Regions from separate parts of the Mus musculus genome. Here region 2 is linked to region 1. Evidence: chromatin contacts called from public Hi-C data. All regions are on one chromosome and are shown on one strand. Each heading gives the region's core, a stretch centred on a gene start, on an enhancer-like site or on the middle of the called end of the contact. The rest is flanking DNA. Distances are from core to core; before and after follow the strand shown.

The links. A called contact is a pair of places that touch in the nucleus more often than the background predicts.
Region 2: a Hi-C map of the N1E-115 cell line shows a contact between it and region 1, with 5 times the contacts expected there. The contact joins two enhancer-like sites. A contact is called at or near these places in 3 of 484 Hi-C or Micro-C datasets (the N1E-115 cell line, embryonic stem cells and myocytes) and 1 of 9 other capture datasets (embryonic stem cells).

Annotation. Positions count from the first base shown.
Region 1 is chr2:169,682,118-169,689,912 of GRCm38.p6, reverse strand. The region is part of intron 1 of Tshz2 (teashirt zinc finger family member 2); the gene reads right to left. Among named protein-coding and RNA genes, the nearest start is that of Gm34344, 19 kb to the right of the region's middle. Within about 2 kb of position 2,647, at least 15 of the 459 cell types and tissues checked have an H3K27ac peak or open chromatin away from gene starts, as enhancers often do. A contact at or near this core is called in the N1E-115 cell line, where this site is marked.
Region 2 is chr2:170,096,299-170,104,093 of GRCm38.p6, reverse strand. No RefSeq gene overlaps it. Among named protein-coding and RNA genes, the nearest start is that of A630075F10Rik, 29 kb to the right of the region's middle. Within about 2 kb of position 2,738, at least 31 of the 459 cell types and tissues checked have an H3K27ac peak or open chromatin away from gene starts, as enhancers often do. A contact at or near this core is called in the N1E-115 cell line, where this site is marked.

The sequences.
Region 1 (7,795 bases), core at 1,398-3,897:
TGTTAGCCCTCAGGTCTTTCCATGGTCCCTTCTATTTGGAGATGCTGTTCCATGTCTCTTCCTCAGAAGGACTTTCTGTGACAACCTTCAACAAAGCAATCAGGCCGCCTGCATCACCTTGTCCTCTTTTATGAGCAGGAAATCTACCGCACCCAAAATTATTGATTGCCTGTGGCTATTGCCTATCTAACTCATTCTATGAAGAGAAGGACTTTGCCTATCCATGTTCTCTGTCATTGGCATTGAGCACTCGGGGCAGTGTTTGTTGATGGATTTTTGACATCTGTACCAGGCATTATATTTTGCAAAAGCTATTCAAAAGAATATGTTACCAACCTGTTACCCACTATCAACACTCCAGCATGCCTTCTAGTACAGTCAACGCACAAGGGAAGAAACAGCATTGGAGTAATTCAATCATTTGTCCAAGGCTAAGTGGCTGGTATTTCTTAGCCATGATCAACACCCTGGCCACCTGACTTCACAGCCTGCGTTCTTACACCGTGACTGTCTATCGCCTCCCTCTTAGTGGTTTGCTACTGCATGGCTTATTATCACAGTAAACTAAGCTCAGCCTAGCCAATTACTTATTGGTTCATTCTATTCATCCAAGAACCGTGTACTGAGAATATTGTATGACTCCCTCCGTGCATGGCTCTCCTGTGAAACTCAGTCTGTTGGGCTGACACTACTGCCCTTTTTACTATGCTAAATCTGGCTCTGGGTGAGAGGCAACAAGATGAGAGGTGGGCGGCGATGAGCTCAGAAGCCTTGAGCCAGACTCAACCCTGGCCCTTCAGTCTGTACAACTCCAGCTCACCCATTCCAATGGACCAGTGCGGAGGGCGCAGGCACAATCACGCGACTTGCTCACCCTGTAGGAGGTGATGACCCTAAATCTCTTCGCCTTACACCTTCACTCAACGCACAGGGAGACTTATGTCACATTCTGTCACTTCAATACTCATTGAGTAAAAACTTCCGGAAACTCTGGTTTATGGTTCTGTGAGCTGCCTGCCTGTAGCTTGCTCTACCTGTAAGTAACTCTCAACTATTAAAAAAGACATTATCCTCAATATCAAAATTTGGGTTTACTATCTGATGGCGTCATAGTTTTTTGAGTTTTTTTTTTTCCTAATGATTTTGGAGAAAATCATACCAGCTGTCAATCACCCTTTTAAAAAAATAGCATTTTTACACTATGTGTTTGAATTAATTCTGTGCCCGCCCGTTCTGACAGCAGAAAGTTACCGGTGTCCAGTTGTCTACAGCAGGCCAGAGAATTTTAGTGTTTGGAAATCTGAGTCTGAGGCTGGGTTTGCAATCTTTTGCATGGACTGCTGTCCTGTTCTGTCCTGAGCTGTCAAGATGGAGAAAGGCTCTGGGAAGCATGGATCAGTTGGTCTGTTTCATATACAGACCTCAAAGCTGGCACTGAGAGAAGCCTGGGTGGAATGGCTCAAGCCAGAGATCAGTATTCCCCAGACCTGTGAGGCTGCTGCTGGCAAAACACGGAAGTCTGTTGATAGTCAAGTTTGTCTTCAAAGCACAAAGATTACAGAGCCACAACTCAGGGATAGGACTGTTCACTGTCACCAACACAGCGTCGTTGTATGGCCAGTCACTCACTCAGTGGCAGAATCTTGCTCTAGACCCCAGGCTGCCCAGGAACTTACTATATAGTCCAGTCTGACCTGAAACTCACGGAATCCTTCTGCCTTATCTTCCCAAGTACTGAAACTCACTCTCTCTCTCTCTCTCTCTCTCTCTCTCTCTCTCTCTCTCTCTCTCCCTCTCTCTCTCTCACTTTCTCTCTCTCTCTCTCTGTGTGTGAGAGAGAGACAGAGACAGAGAGAGAGAGACAGAGAGAGAGAGACAGAGAGAGAAAGGGAGAGAGAGGCACATGTGGAAGTTAGATGACATATATAACTTTCTTTCAGGAGTGGACACTTTCCTTTCATCTCTGTGTGGGCTCTGAGGCTCGAACTCAGGTTGTCAGACTTGACAGCAAACACCAGACCCTCTGAGCAACCTTGCTGGCATACTCTACTTCTTTATGACTGGCAGTTGGGTAGGTTTCTTTTTCTTAACAGAGCCATCCCCAGGTACACAGGAGGAATCCCCTATAGGGTTACAGTGGTGACACGATCACGGGCTGCAGGAAGAGTCCAGGTTTTCTGTAACCTTTACAAGGCCACCATCACGCACATGAGCTACCCTCGAGAAAAATGTCTCGCTGAGGTATGTGGCTGTATTTGGTTCCAGTGCGACTTGGTGAAGCATGGACCATTGTTATCTATGTTTCACAGGATGGGGAGAGTTCTAGAATGATAACTGATTGGTCCCACGTTGCGAAATGAAGAGACGTGGTAAGGGTGAGCTTTGTGCCTGGCTGTGTTTCTTGTTCCTGCTACCCTGCTTTCAAGTGCTGTGCTGGGAGCCTCCTGGAAGGCAGGGAGCTGGGAAAAGCTACTAAGGAGGAGGGGAAAGGGGCTCCCAGGAATTCTCTATGCCTCCTTGTCTGTTCTCAAAAACCCAGTTCAAACTCAATCCAGCAACGAGAAATAATCTCTCCCCAGGGTCTGACACCCCCTAAATGCTTGGAGGATGAACTCTGTGCTTGCTTCACCACAAAATTATTCACAGGCTCACAGGACACTTGCTGGCCTCTGGAATCCTATGTCACAACTGACAGGGGCCTGGCAGATGTCTCTAATGATATTACCAAATGGTTCTCCCCACTCTTGGCATCAGGCAAGAGCATTTTTTTTTTAACCAGACAGTCCCTCAGATGTGATGCTATTACCCAACTTTCAAAGCTCCTTTTTGACCTCTGGTGGGGAGTGAATTGGGCACATACGCTCCAAAGGGCTGCGGGGACCATGGGAGAACATCAAGTTGATTCATCAAATTAGCTCAAACATAATTGTCCTGCATGACTGGCCATTGAACTCATCTGTGATAAACCTGTCAAAAAGCTATCGGCTCTAATGTTAAATAGAGACGCGCAGTAACGCGTTCACAGTCTGACGGCTGTTGGACTTCAGCCCGCGGGGATAATTCCCTTCTGTGGTAAGCAGCATGGGATGCAGCAGGAGAAAAGGAACGCCCAGAACCAGCAAGGGTTAAGTCTTGTGTGTATCAGGCACATGACTAGATTCTTCTCTCCAAGAGAAGAGGCTATGGATTTTTTTCTCTTGCTTCTTTTCCTTTTTTCTTTTACTAACCTTGGCTTTCATAACCTATTTGACTTTCTGCAGTGGAGACTCACCAAGAATGAAGATTGTGTGTGCTGTTTGTGTCTTACTTCTTTGGACTAAGGTGTCCGTCCCCTACCCGAATTCCCTCAGCGTGGTGCAGAACCCACCAGCTGAACACTGGAACCGTTTTGCAGAGACAAAAGGAAATCAGACGATGTGATTCCTTCTTTCTACCAAGGATGACGAACCGTGCTTCCTACGACGGAGCTGAGGGTCAGTTCTCACAGGGGCAGTGAGTGTCTTCCCTGCGCCTACTCTCAGTATGGCTGCCCTGGCACCTCACAGCGACAAGAGGTGCTGCAAGCCTTTTCTCCAAGCAGCTCAAGCCCAGGGAATGCACTGCCTCCCACATCTGAGATCCTTCAGCCATTACACATGTCTTCTTTTCATGACTCCTTGTCTGATTCCTAATTTTTTATGCCATTTGGGGGTAATTTCTCTCTCTTTCTCTCTCTCTCTCTCTCTCTCTCTCTCTCTCTCTCTTTTGTTATTGACAAAGACAGAGGAGGCTCCTACAATTTGTGAGTGACTGACAAGGCCTCATGTTGTTAACTCAAATGTTTTGATTTATATCAGAGGGGACCTGCAAGCCCCCAGACATGACAGGCTGCGATGGCGCCTTCAAAGCCAGTGAATATTAAACCCCAGAAAGCAAGCCCTTTATGCGATACTCAATAAATTATCACTTGTGGGAGGTTCGGCAACAAGCCATAAGAGAGAGACCAACTCCATAGAAATTCCATCGCAGGGAACTACCCTGAGGAGGCTGGGGGATGTGGGAGCAGGAACGGATACAAAGATGCTTCTCTTGGTGCTGTTTAGAATAAGAAGTCAAAATCAAAGCAAGGCAAAATTTAAACGGAGCAAAACATATCCAGGAACTGGGCTAGGTCTGTGTGTTCCATTCACCCAGCTCTGTTTACAGTCACTGAAATGGCACGATCCAAAGACAACAAGGATGTCACCTGGAGGTGGGTTTTAAGGTCCCTTTTACACCATATAGTGTAGTATTTTCCTTTACCACCCAGAAGAACTAGGGTTTGTTTCCTTTGTTTTTCAGGCTAGCCATGCAATAATGTGAGAAACTTTGTAACTCTGTATCCTTTTTTGTAAGCTCCCATCAGCGCCCCATCACCAGGAACTGAACAGATCCTCATTGTGAACGGTGACGCTGATTGTGTGAAGGGCCACTAGAAGGAGCAATTGATCAGGGGCACAGGCAAGAGGAACACCATCCAGCCGTGCAAAACCTTCTGTTGATCTTTGCCAGTCATGGATGTGCCCGTCTTGGCTTCCTTGGCTGAGTTAGAATCCTCTCTTTGAAAATGAAACTGTTCATTTCCTGAGAGGAAAAACTCAGCAAGGCTTTTTTTTTTTAAGTCCATATGCTATGTCCAGGGTCCAAGGAAAGTGTAGCAAAGAAAGCTGCCAGCCACGGCTTTCCCAGGTGTGCAGCCCCAAAGACACCCCAATCCCCCACACCCAGAAGAGATCTGGCGATCTAGTTAAGACCAGAGACTTCAAGGCTTTTCCCATCTCAGCTTTCCAACTTACTGGTAATGTTACTTCTAGGAAGCTAATTACTCTCTGAGTCTTTTGGATACAATGGGATGAATACAAGAAAAGGCCCCTGCTGGAGTGGTTGTAACTGTGCGCACCTGCCAGAGCGGTTGTAACTGTGCCGGTCAGGGCACATGGTAAGTGCCTCATGGATGTTCCAGGAAGAGTCAGTGTAGAGGCTCAGCTTTAGAAGCCATTTTCCCTTCTTTAAACCACGCATCTTCTTGTTATATTTTCGAGTGATGTGGGCACACACCCTGAGCTCCTTTAATGCCAACTGCCTTAGCTATGGCTTACGGACGAACTTCTCTGACCTGGCAATTATCACTTCCAGACTGGAGGTAAAAGTTGAGCTTATTTTTCCCTCCACGGTTAGTTACTTCCATTTAATTATTTTCTGGCCAAGGTGATTGTCGAAGTTCCTGGACCTACAGAGGCAGGCAGGGGAGGTGGGGGCGGTTTCTCTAAGAGGGTTGTGGTGGCACCGTGGACAGAGCTGTTTGGGAGAACTGCTCTAAGTCCTGGGGAGGAACTTGTTGGGAGGTGACTACTGTCTTCAGGAGCTAGGCTCTTGCAGTCATCGGTCTGAAAGGACCATGTAAGTCACACCAGTGAGTAAGCGTACAGCGTCACGCCATGACGAAGTGACGAGTGGAGGACCAAGGTACGGAGCAGCCATTGTCTCTCCTACCAGGCCCAGCTGGAGAAGCTACAACATACCTCAGCTCTTCACTTGGCGTTGTTTTTCCCAATTGAACACTTATGAAAGGCATGTATATGACATCTGTTAATTATGTGACTTGCTAAAAAAAAAAAAGCATTTAAAGCCATCACTCAAACGCAATGTTACAAGTATGGCTGAAGCTGCCTCCATCATCACCCAGGAGTGTGCACACTACCGCCTAAGGCAGCCAGCGCTTGCCTTCTTTTGTGTATGTGTCCATGAGTATGCAAGGGAAATGCTAAAGTACATGGTGGCTGATCCTTGCAACAGATTTCACCCTGGGGGAGGACAAGCTCACCACTTACAGCCATGAGTGTTGCCCCATACTTTATGGAAGAGTCAGCTAAGGCCTTAAACCCTCTAGAGTCAGACTCAGTCATCTTGCCCTTCCTAAGAAACTATGTGCTTTTTATAGCACCGGCAATCGGGGTGACACTTCATGTATGTTAATTCACACATATGTAATAGACTAATGCATAGTATGTAAACTATCTAATAGCTATGTTATCCAAATCTTCCTTTTTTAAACTATCCATTAAAAATAAAAAAAACTTTATCATAAAGAAATGCAAAAAAAAATCACATTTTTGTGTGTCTTAACAAACACGGCCCAGCCACTCCCCGACATATGAAGCCGCTAACGTCTCCTGCACACATTCTGGGGCTGCAGACCGAGCGTCACCAGGGAGAGGCGTTCACCATAGGAGTCTGCTGGCTCCATGGCCTTCTCTTACCAAACCATCAACTTTTGAGGCGATAAATACGAACTACCACTTCCTCTCTATGTCCACACAGCACAATCTAAAGGTTCCGAGGATGAAGGAGATGTGCCATAAAACACTTGAAGGGAAAAAGCCAGATGAGGAAGCTAGCCTGTGATTTGGTTTCATCTAACAAACAAATAAACAAAAAATGTGTGGTGCCCTAACATGGAAAGATTGCCTTCTGTATTTTTATACAGCTCTAAGATAGAGAATTAATTATGCATATATTTATTTTGGTAAAATACCAAACCATACTCTGAGGTTTTAAGTATGCTCTCTCTTCTCCCTCCCTCCCTCCCTCCCTCCCTCCCTCCCTCCCTCCCTCCCTCCCTCCCTCCCTCCCTCCCCCTCTCTCCTTCCTTCCTTCCTTTCTTTCTTTCTTTCTTTCTTTCTTTCTTTCTTTCTTTCTTTCTCTTTCTCTTCCTTTCTTTCATTTTTTCTCTCTCTTTCTCTCTCTCTTTCTTTCTTTCTTTCTTTCTTTCTCTTCCTTTCTTTCTTTCTTTCTTTCTTTAATTTTCTCTCTTTCTCTCTCTCTCTTTCTTTCTTTCTTTCTCTCTCTTTCTCTCTCTCTTTCTCTCTTTCTTTCTTTCTTTCTTTCTTTCTTTCTTTCCTTCTTTCTTTCCTTTTTCACAGGAAGTGAAACAGCCACCCTTTCTCCTTCCCACCCACATTTACTTCACTAAAGAAAAGAAAAAAGAAAAAAGAAAAGAAAAGAAAAGAAAAGAAAAAACACCAACAAACAAATGGCTTCTCTTTTATAGCAATTTGTTGCTCAGAGCCAATTTTCAGAGCTGAGCAACAAATCCAAGCAAAACAGCCACGAGGACAGAACACTAACTGACGTTTAACACTAATGGGCAAACAGAGTTCTTGGGAGAGCAAGGGAGTCTGAGAACCCAGGCGGAGCACTTGCCGATGCTCACCCACGTGCTGCACTTTAGTGGACGAGTTGCTGTTTCCAAATCTCAATTGCTCCAAAAAACTGCAAACGCAGAGAGAGGCATGTCCCCAGATATTTGGGATATTTGTATTGATGACCACTCAATAGTTTCTGTGGTGGCTTTGGCTGCTGTTTTAGCGACAAGGAACAAAATAACATGGGAAACAAGACAGCTTGACAACAAGAGAACAAAATCCGAGACTAGACTCAACCACAAAGGTGAAACTTGAACACAGGCTACAATGGTTTCTCATATAAAGGTCTCTCACCTCTCTCAACAGCCAAACCCTTGGCTTTTCCCAACTCAGTGTGCTACTGAGCAAGGCCCAAAAGCATAAATCACAAAATGGACTCGATCAATGCCTAAAGTACAAAAGGAAGAAATGCCACCACGCTTTGAGATTTCTACAAAACTGATTTTTTAAAAATTTAGTACATTGATGATACTTTGAATCAATAATATTTTCTTCTTGCTGTGACCAAAGTACCTGATTGGAACAGCTTTAAGGGAAAAGGATCATTTGGGCCTGTGGTTTCAACCCATCAT
Region 2 (7,795 bases), core at 1,489-3,988, 410 kb before region 1:
TGAACGGAAGCTTCAAACCTTTGCCACACGGTGGCGCTGGCATCAGGCACATGGCACTCTGTGGCTGCTCCTTCCTGGTGCTGAGAGTTCTGTGTGACCAGAGTGATGTGGCTTTGGGTTTTCGAGAGGATGCACAGTGGCTCTGGCAGCCAATCCTGTCCGCGAGTAGTATTTTTCACAGCCCTTGCCATCCTGATGAAATTGCTCTCAATAAAAAAAATCTACCAAGTCAAATAGTCTGTCAATGGTTCAAATCCCCCAATAGTACTGAAGTCTGGATAGTGGAAAATAAGGATCTACATTCACCCTTCCTCCACTGCCTTTTCTCCTGATTGGATGACTGTACGAGCTTGTGTGGTGTGTGTTTGTGAGTGTATGGGAGAGTGTGTGAATGAATGTGTGTGTGCATGTATGTGCATGTGTGCTTGTGTGTGGTGGTGACCTTTGCAGAGCTTCAACTCGTGTCTAGTCACTCTTGCGTTTGAATCTTCTCCATTTCAAAGGCACTTGGTGAGGTGGTAGAAGGATTCGGGAGGATCAGGAGGTCAAGGTCAAGGTCAAGGTCAAGGTTGGCTACTGAGCATCTTTGAAGCCAGCCAGTGCTACACTGCTGTTTGTCCCAAAACCAACTCCCATTCTCACACACAAAATGCCAAGCAAACCGAACAACAACCAAAAACAGCTTAGTTGGCGAGTGCCTGGTAACAGGCAAACCCTAGGTCCCATCCTCAGAACCACATTCTCTGGGTTTGGAGTTGTGTGGTATAAAGGGTTATCATCTGAGCCAGACCACTGCCATGTTCAAGAGTTCAGCTCAGCACAACAAACTTGAAGCTTTTGGGCCTCAAACTCCCCGCATAGGCATTACACAAGCCTCTACCTCCCGGGTGCTGGGATTACAGGCATGCACTGTGTTGCTAAAATTCCTTCCTTTTGGGAAAATTCCTTCACTACTCCTGAGGACCCAATGACAAACCAAGGTGTGATTCCAACAAAGTTCACCCCGAGGGTGAGGGATTAACAACAGGTGTGTGGGTGATCTTAAACAGCCACACTGGACGGTCTGCACCTAGCAGGGATGAAGGCTACCAAGGGGCCACATAGACTGAGCCCTGTTGCAGAATCCTTTCCCACCACCTCCTAGCTCGCTAACCCCATGGACAGTTAGAGCAGAATAACATACAGCTAGTTGGGCAGGGTGTATATGCCAGTGTGGGTGTCATGCCAGTGTGGGTGTCACGAGCCTCCCTGTTCTGTCCTTCTAAGAGGAAATGTCTAGAGTCAACAAGCCCAGCTGTGATGGTCTTCGGCTGTGAGTGATGGCACATGACTCTAATCCCCAGCCTTCAGCGTCAGCCTGGGCTACCAAGACTTGAGCCTTTGTCTCAAAACCTAGACAGAGCGAGAGGAATGGTGCAGAGCTTAAGAGTGTGAGACACTCTGGTAGAGGGCTTGGGTTTGATTCCCAGCACCCACGTCGCAGCTCCCAACCACTGGTGGCTTCCATTCCAGGCGACCCAATGTTCTTCTCTGGCCTTTGTGTACACTGGGCAAGCAAGCAGTGCACAGGCACATGCAGGCAAAACACATATGCATAAAATAAAAACAAGTTGGGCTGGCAAGATGGCTCAGTGGTTAAGAGCGCCGACTGCTCTTCCGAAGGTCCCAAGTTCAAATCCCAGCAACCACATGGTGGCTCACAACCATCCGTAATGAAATCTGATGCCCTCTTCTGGAGTATCTGAAGACAGCTACAGTGTACTTACATATAATAAATAAATAAATAAATAAATAAATAAATAAATAAATAAATAAATAAATCTTTAAAAAAAATAAATAAAAACAAGTTTACAAAAACCCGTCCGTTATTTTCTGTTAAGGCAGCTCTTTAAAAGAGAAAAGGAAATTACATCTTCGTTGGGGGTGAATGCCAGGGCCTGTGAGCGGGAGCCAGAGCACCCCCTGCAGGGGACAGTTCTCTCCTTAAGAACAACCAGTGCTCTTCTTCAGATGCTCTTCTCTTCAGAAGCCCGGAGTTTGGGGTTCAGCTCCAGGGCACCGGGTCCCTGTGGTCTCCTTGGGTACATGCACACATGTGCACATACCCGCATGCAGATACCTATATATAAAAATATTAAAAGCAATCCTGAAAACTGCCCCCCCCTCCCACCCCAAATATAGCAAATGTTTCCTGAACTTTTATTTGTGCCCAGCAACCTCGGATGCTTCTGTGCATTTAACACTTGTTTCTTTGACTATTATTATTGTATGTGTACATAGGGTGCCTTGCGTAGGTACATGTGGCACGGTACCCTGGAGGTCACAGGGCAAGCTTTTGAAGATGGCTCTCTATTTTCACTTTTATGTGGGCTCTGGGGAGTCTCTCTTAGTTCATCAGGCACGTGGGGCAGGCACTTCTTACTCTCCAAACAATCTGGCTGACTCCTTGCTTTCCATTTTTTATATCTGAACCTCACAGAGTATGGCGTCCTCTGCTCCTTGGTACGTATCGGGAAACTTAAGGTCCAGGGTCAAATTATGACCTCGGCAATGAAGTCAGGATACACTGAAGGGAAGTCCTCGTCAGGTTGGGTTACTTTTCGCTGGAGAATTCTGGAAGGTCAGGGTTTGGTTGTAAAGGAAGCAGATGAGGGCAACTTCCTGACTTGGTGTAGCAGAGAAGCTCTGTCCCCCGTTCCTCGTGCAGGTTACGCAGCTTTTGGCCACACGGGGGCAGCGTTTGCTAAGGAGAGCAACCGGTTGCAAGTTGGAGACAAAGGCCAGAAGAGCAACCTAGAAGAGCTGTCCCTGGGATTCTGACCAGGTTCAGGAAACGAACCAGCATCCCTCGGCTGTGGGATACAGACCGATACAGACCAGGTCTGGCCCGAGGCTATCAAATGGAAGGTTCTGATCTGTGAAGCTGTGGAGACAGAGTTCACAGCAGACTCATTTTGGGGAGACTGCCAAGGATGCCCTGAGAACTTTGTCACAGGCAGAGTATGCTTTTTGCTCTGGTGTAATTATTTCAAAGAGAATGAAAGACTTAATTTTGTATTGGGGCAGTCCTTCACAGATTTCCACAATTCGTTGACCAACGGCACTGAACAGTTTAGTGTCGTCGCAGAATGCCATATTTTGATTTTGCCAGAGGAGGGAGGTTATTAAAAAAATATAGCAACAGAATTATATTAGTGTTAACTATTACCATTCACAAAAGGGGAACAAGGCAGCCTGGAAATGCCACCAAACGTCATTAAATAGTGAAAGGCATAAAAGCAAAATACGGGAGAGGTGGTTTAGTGGAAGAAGTCACGTGGCTATTGCAGAGGACCTGAGCTCAGTTCCACTCACCCTGGGAAGCTCACAGCTGCCGGTAACTCCAGCTCCGGCGGATCTGACACCCACATTTGGCTTCCAAAAACACCTGAACTCATGTGCACATACACACATGCATGCATATAATTCAAAATAATAAAAATAAAAACTATAACTCCATTTACAAGAAGTCACATCTGACCCCAAATCTCTGAGATTCTCTCTCTCTCTCTCTCTCTCTCTCTCTCTCTCTCTCTCTCTCTCTCTCTCTCTCTCTCTCTCTCTCTCTCTTTTGGTTTTCAAGACAGGGTTTCTCTGTGTAGCCCTGGCTGTCCTGGAACTCACTCTCTAGACCCGGCTGGCCTCGAACTCAGAAATCTGCCTGCCTCTGCTTCCCAAGTGCTAGGATTAAAGGCGTGCACCACCACTGCCCAGCAAGCTCTGAGATTCTTATCTATGACCCACTAAAACGGACCTGGACTTAGCCCTGGCTCCACTTACACTACCCCCTGAGCAGCTGAGTGCCAGTCTAGCACGTGCCCTGGTTCTCAACCTTCCTAATGCACTGACTCTTGAAAATTCTCCATGTGGTGACCCCAGCCATAAAACTATTTTCATTGTTACTTCATAACTGCAATTTTGCTAGTGTTATGAATTGTAATGTGAATTTCTGATAAGCAGAATTATCTATTATGCGGCCCCTGATAAAAGATTGTTCAACAGCCCGAAAAGGGTCTCGACCCACAGGTTGAAAACGGCTGCTGTAGGGAAAGACTGGACTGCAGAAGAGAGGAGGTCACTTAATTTCCTTCTTTCTGGTTTTTATTTTATTATAAGTCCAGGGAAATGATCATTGGCTGGTCTTGGTTACACAGCTGATGGCTGAACTAGTCATGGTATCCCGGAAGATGGCGCACCCTGATTGGTTGGGCCAGATTGCTTATCTTTGTCCATCCTCAGGAAATGAGCCACCCCCAACATTTATCTATTGGGACTATGAGGAGTGGATCCCAAAGGAAATCCCAAAGGGCTGTTACTAAAAGATTAGAGAAAGCAGGAGAGGTGGCTCATTGGCTAAGAGCACTGCCTGCTTATGGGTAAGACCAAGTTCCTAGCACCTGTCAGGCAGCTCAGAACTGCCGGGATGTAATTACGGCTCCGACTCCGGGACATCCGATGCTTGCTTCTGGCCTCTGCAGACACCTGCATGCTCTTGCACATACACTGACAGATCCATGGACACACATAAGTAAATTAAAAGTACAAAAAGAGAGGGTTGACTAGATGGATCTGCAGGTAAAAGATGCTTGTCTCAAAGTCTGGGGACCTGAGTTTGGGCCATAGGACCCACACGGAGGAAAGGGAATGGTCTCCCGCACAGTCCTCTGGCTTCCACACATGCGCAGTGCCCTCCTCCGCAATAAGGGTATCAGTAAGTAAACGAGGGTCCCTGGAAAGCAGCGCTCCTTGTCCGTTCTTTTTCTCGCAAAGGAACCAGCCATCTCCCAAGCGTCCAGTTGCCTCTCTCCAGAGAAAGAGAAACCAGACACCCACCCTCACTGAGGAATACTGACAGAGTCCCACACTGTCCACAGTTTTCTTCCCCGGGGGTCTCTGCTTTAAAGAGAATGCGAAAAGCAAAGAACACAGGAAGTGGGGAAGGAGGCTTGGGGAGGATGGGAGGAGTTGGAAGGAGCAGAAGGTAGATTTGATCAGGATAAATTGTACACATATATGGGATTCTCAGTTTAAAAAAAAAAAAGCAGTGCGGCACCCTAGCTTTTCAAAAGGAAATGCTGTTAGTGGCAGAGCAGTGGACCACAGAAGGTTGGAGAACCAAAGCTGGGCGTGCTGGCCCATGTCTATAAACAATGTTCAAATGGTCGGTCCAGCCAGGGCTATTCACCAAAACTGTTTTAAAACTGAATGGAGCCGGGCAGTGGTGGTGCACGCCTTTAATCCCAGCACTTGGGAGGCAGAGGCAAGAGGATTTCTGAGTTCGAGGCCAGCCTGGTCTACAGAGTGAGTTCCAGGACAGCCAGGGCTACGCAGAGAAACCCTGTCTCGAAAAACAAAAACAAAAAAGGAATGGGGGGGGGTGCTGGAGAGATGGCTCAGCAGTTAAGAGCACTGACTGCTCTTCTGAAGGTCCTGAGTTCAAACCCAGCAACCACATGGTGGCTCACAACCATCTGTAATGAGATCTGACACCTTCTGATGTGTCTGCTTATAGCTACAGTGTACTTACATATCATAATAAGTAAATCTTTGTGCCGGAGCGAGTAGGGCAGAGTGAACAGAGGTCCTGAGTTCAATTCCCAGCAACCACTTGATGGCTCACAACCATCTCTATAGCTATAGTGTACTCATTCATATACATAAGATAAATAAATCATAAAAAACAGTGAATGGAGGGATGTAGCTCAGTGGTAGAGTACTTGCCCAGCATGAAGGAGATCCTGAGTTTGATCCACCATTGCCTAAACTATGGTAGTGCCCCAGTTCGTAAGACCATGTCTCAAACAACAAGCTGGAGTTGGGGGAACATAGCAGGATTCTTGGAACCCTCTGGCTGGCACCCTCAAACCAAACAGCAGATGCACAGAAATCTGTGCTCTCTTTAGTGATAGTCATTAAATTCTTGCTTGGTTACATGGCCAGGAGATATGATGACTGTCTTTCATAATTACTAATAGGAGACTTATTTTAATTTTTAAAGACATGCAGTTCTAGATGGCCTTCGGTTCACTGTGTAGAACCGGCTGGTCTGGAACTCAGAAAGATTCGTCCTCTCTGCCACCACACCCAGCGTGAGGCAGTGCTGGGATGGAAACCAGGTCTTTACACATCCAAGGCGAAGCATTTTACAGATGAAGCCACACCTCCCAGCCTTCACCCTTAGGTTTTTAGGGCAGGACAGGTTGAATATACTACATGTAAGTTGCGCAGCTATGAACTGCCTGCGTGCAGTCTTGAACCTTCGTTGTTTGCTCTTAGCTGTAGCCCTGACAGATCCCTGGTGCTGGCTCTGCAGCTGTGCCCTTTACAGCTCTCTGGGGCAAGGTGGTCCTGATGCTGTACGGTGCTGTGGCAGCAGAGCATCCCTTTGTTGTTCTCTGCTATGGAAGGGCCCAGCATCCAGCGACAGCTTTGGACAGCCTTTAGTTTGGCTGGCTGAAGACAGACTCTTCCCTGTCCTGTGTACTTTGGAACTTCAAACTTCCAAAAACTATGAGATTAGATTCCTTTAAAAAAGATTTATCCTAATGTATGAGTGTTTCACCTAAATGAATGCATGCATACCACATACGTGCAGTGCCGTGGAGGCCAGAAGAGGGCGTTAGATCCCCGAGATTGGAGGCTCAGAGGGTTGTAAGCCACCCAGTGGGTGCTGGCAACCAAATGTAGGTTGCCCTGGAAGAGCAGTCGGGGCTTTTAACCACTGAGCCATCTTCCCTTCCCTGAGAGAATCCCACTGAGGCAACCTGTTAGCCATGGGAAGCACACAGAGGTACTCACTCTGAGGCATTAAGGAAGCCAGGCATGGTGGCGCACACCTTTAGTTCCAAAAATGACCAAAAAGTCAGGCACAGAGGCAGGTAGATCACTGTGAGTTTGAGGCCAGCCCAGTGGACATAGTCCAGGTTAGCCACTGCCATATGGTGAGACCTTGTCTCAAAGGGGAAAAAAAAGGACAAAGACTTTTGGGGTTTTTCCCTTCTGTTCCTTCAAGTGGCCTGAGACTCGGCTGGGGCTCTGTGTGGGCTGCGCGCCAAGGCCTCAGTTTATCTACACCCTAAGCTTCTTTAACACAGACTTGCGTGCACACACACACACCCACACCCACACACACCCATGACAGGCCTGTCTCTGCATGGTGACATAGGCCTTGCTGTCTGCTGTCAGCTGCCTCAACTGACTGGGAACCCTGGCCTCCCCGCTGACAAGGGCTGACATAAATGGCTCCTGTTTCCAGGGGTGCAGGGCCAGGGTCATGATTTTCTGTTGAAGAAAGAGTTTCAGGGTTTGATAAATGACTGTTTAATGCTGACGCCCGCTCTGGCTAATCAGCAGCCTAACAATCAGTGTAATTAGAGAGGATTTGGGGACCGAGGCCCTGCAATCCTCTCAGGGTTCTGCCCTGCTAGCCCTTCCCAGGGCTTTCATGTGGGAGGAAGCAAGGTGGCGCCACGCAAAGGAGGTATCTTGGATACCGGGGGCCTTGTGGGGTGCAGCAGACAGACCAGCATGTAGATGGCTTTGTGGCACCAAGTGGGGAGTGGCTGAGGAGGCCTATAAGTCATATGACATGGGGCATCCAGGCCTCAGGAACGTAAAAGGGCAGCCATTGTACAGTGGGTAGCCCCGCAGTCCCACAGGCGCTACGGATTTGGGTGTATGTTAAATGTGTAAAGAACATAGCATTCACTGTCATAACTGTCCGAAGTGTACAGTTTTGTAAGTGACATTACTCATA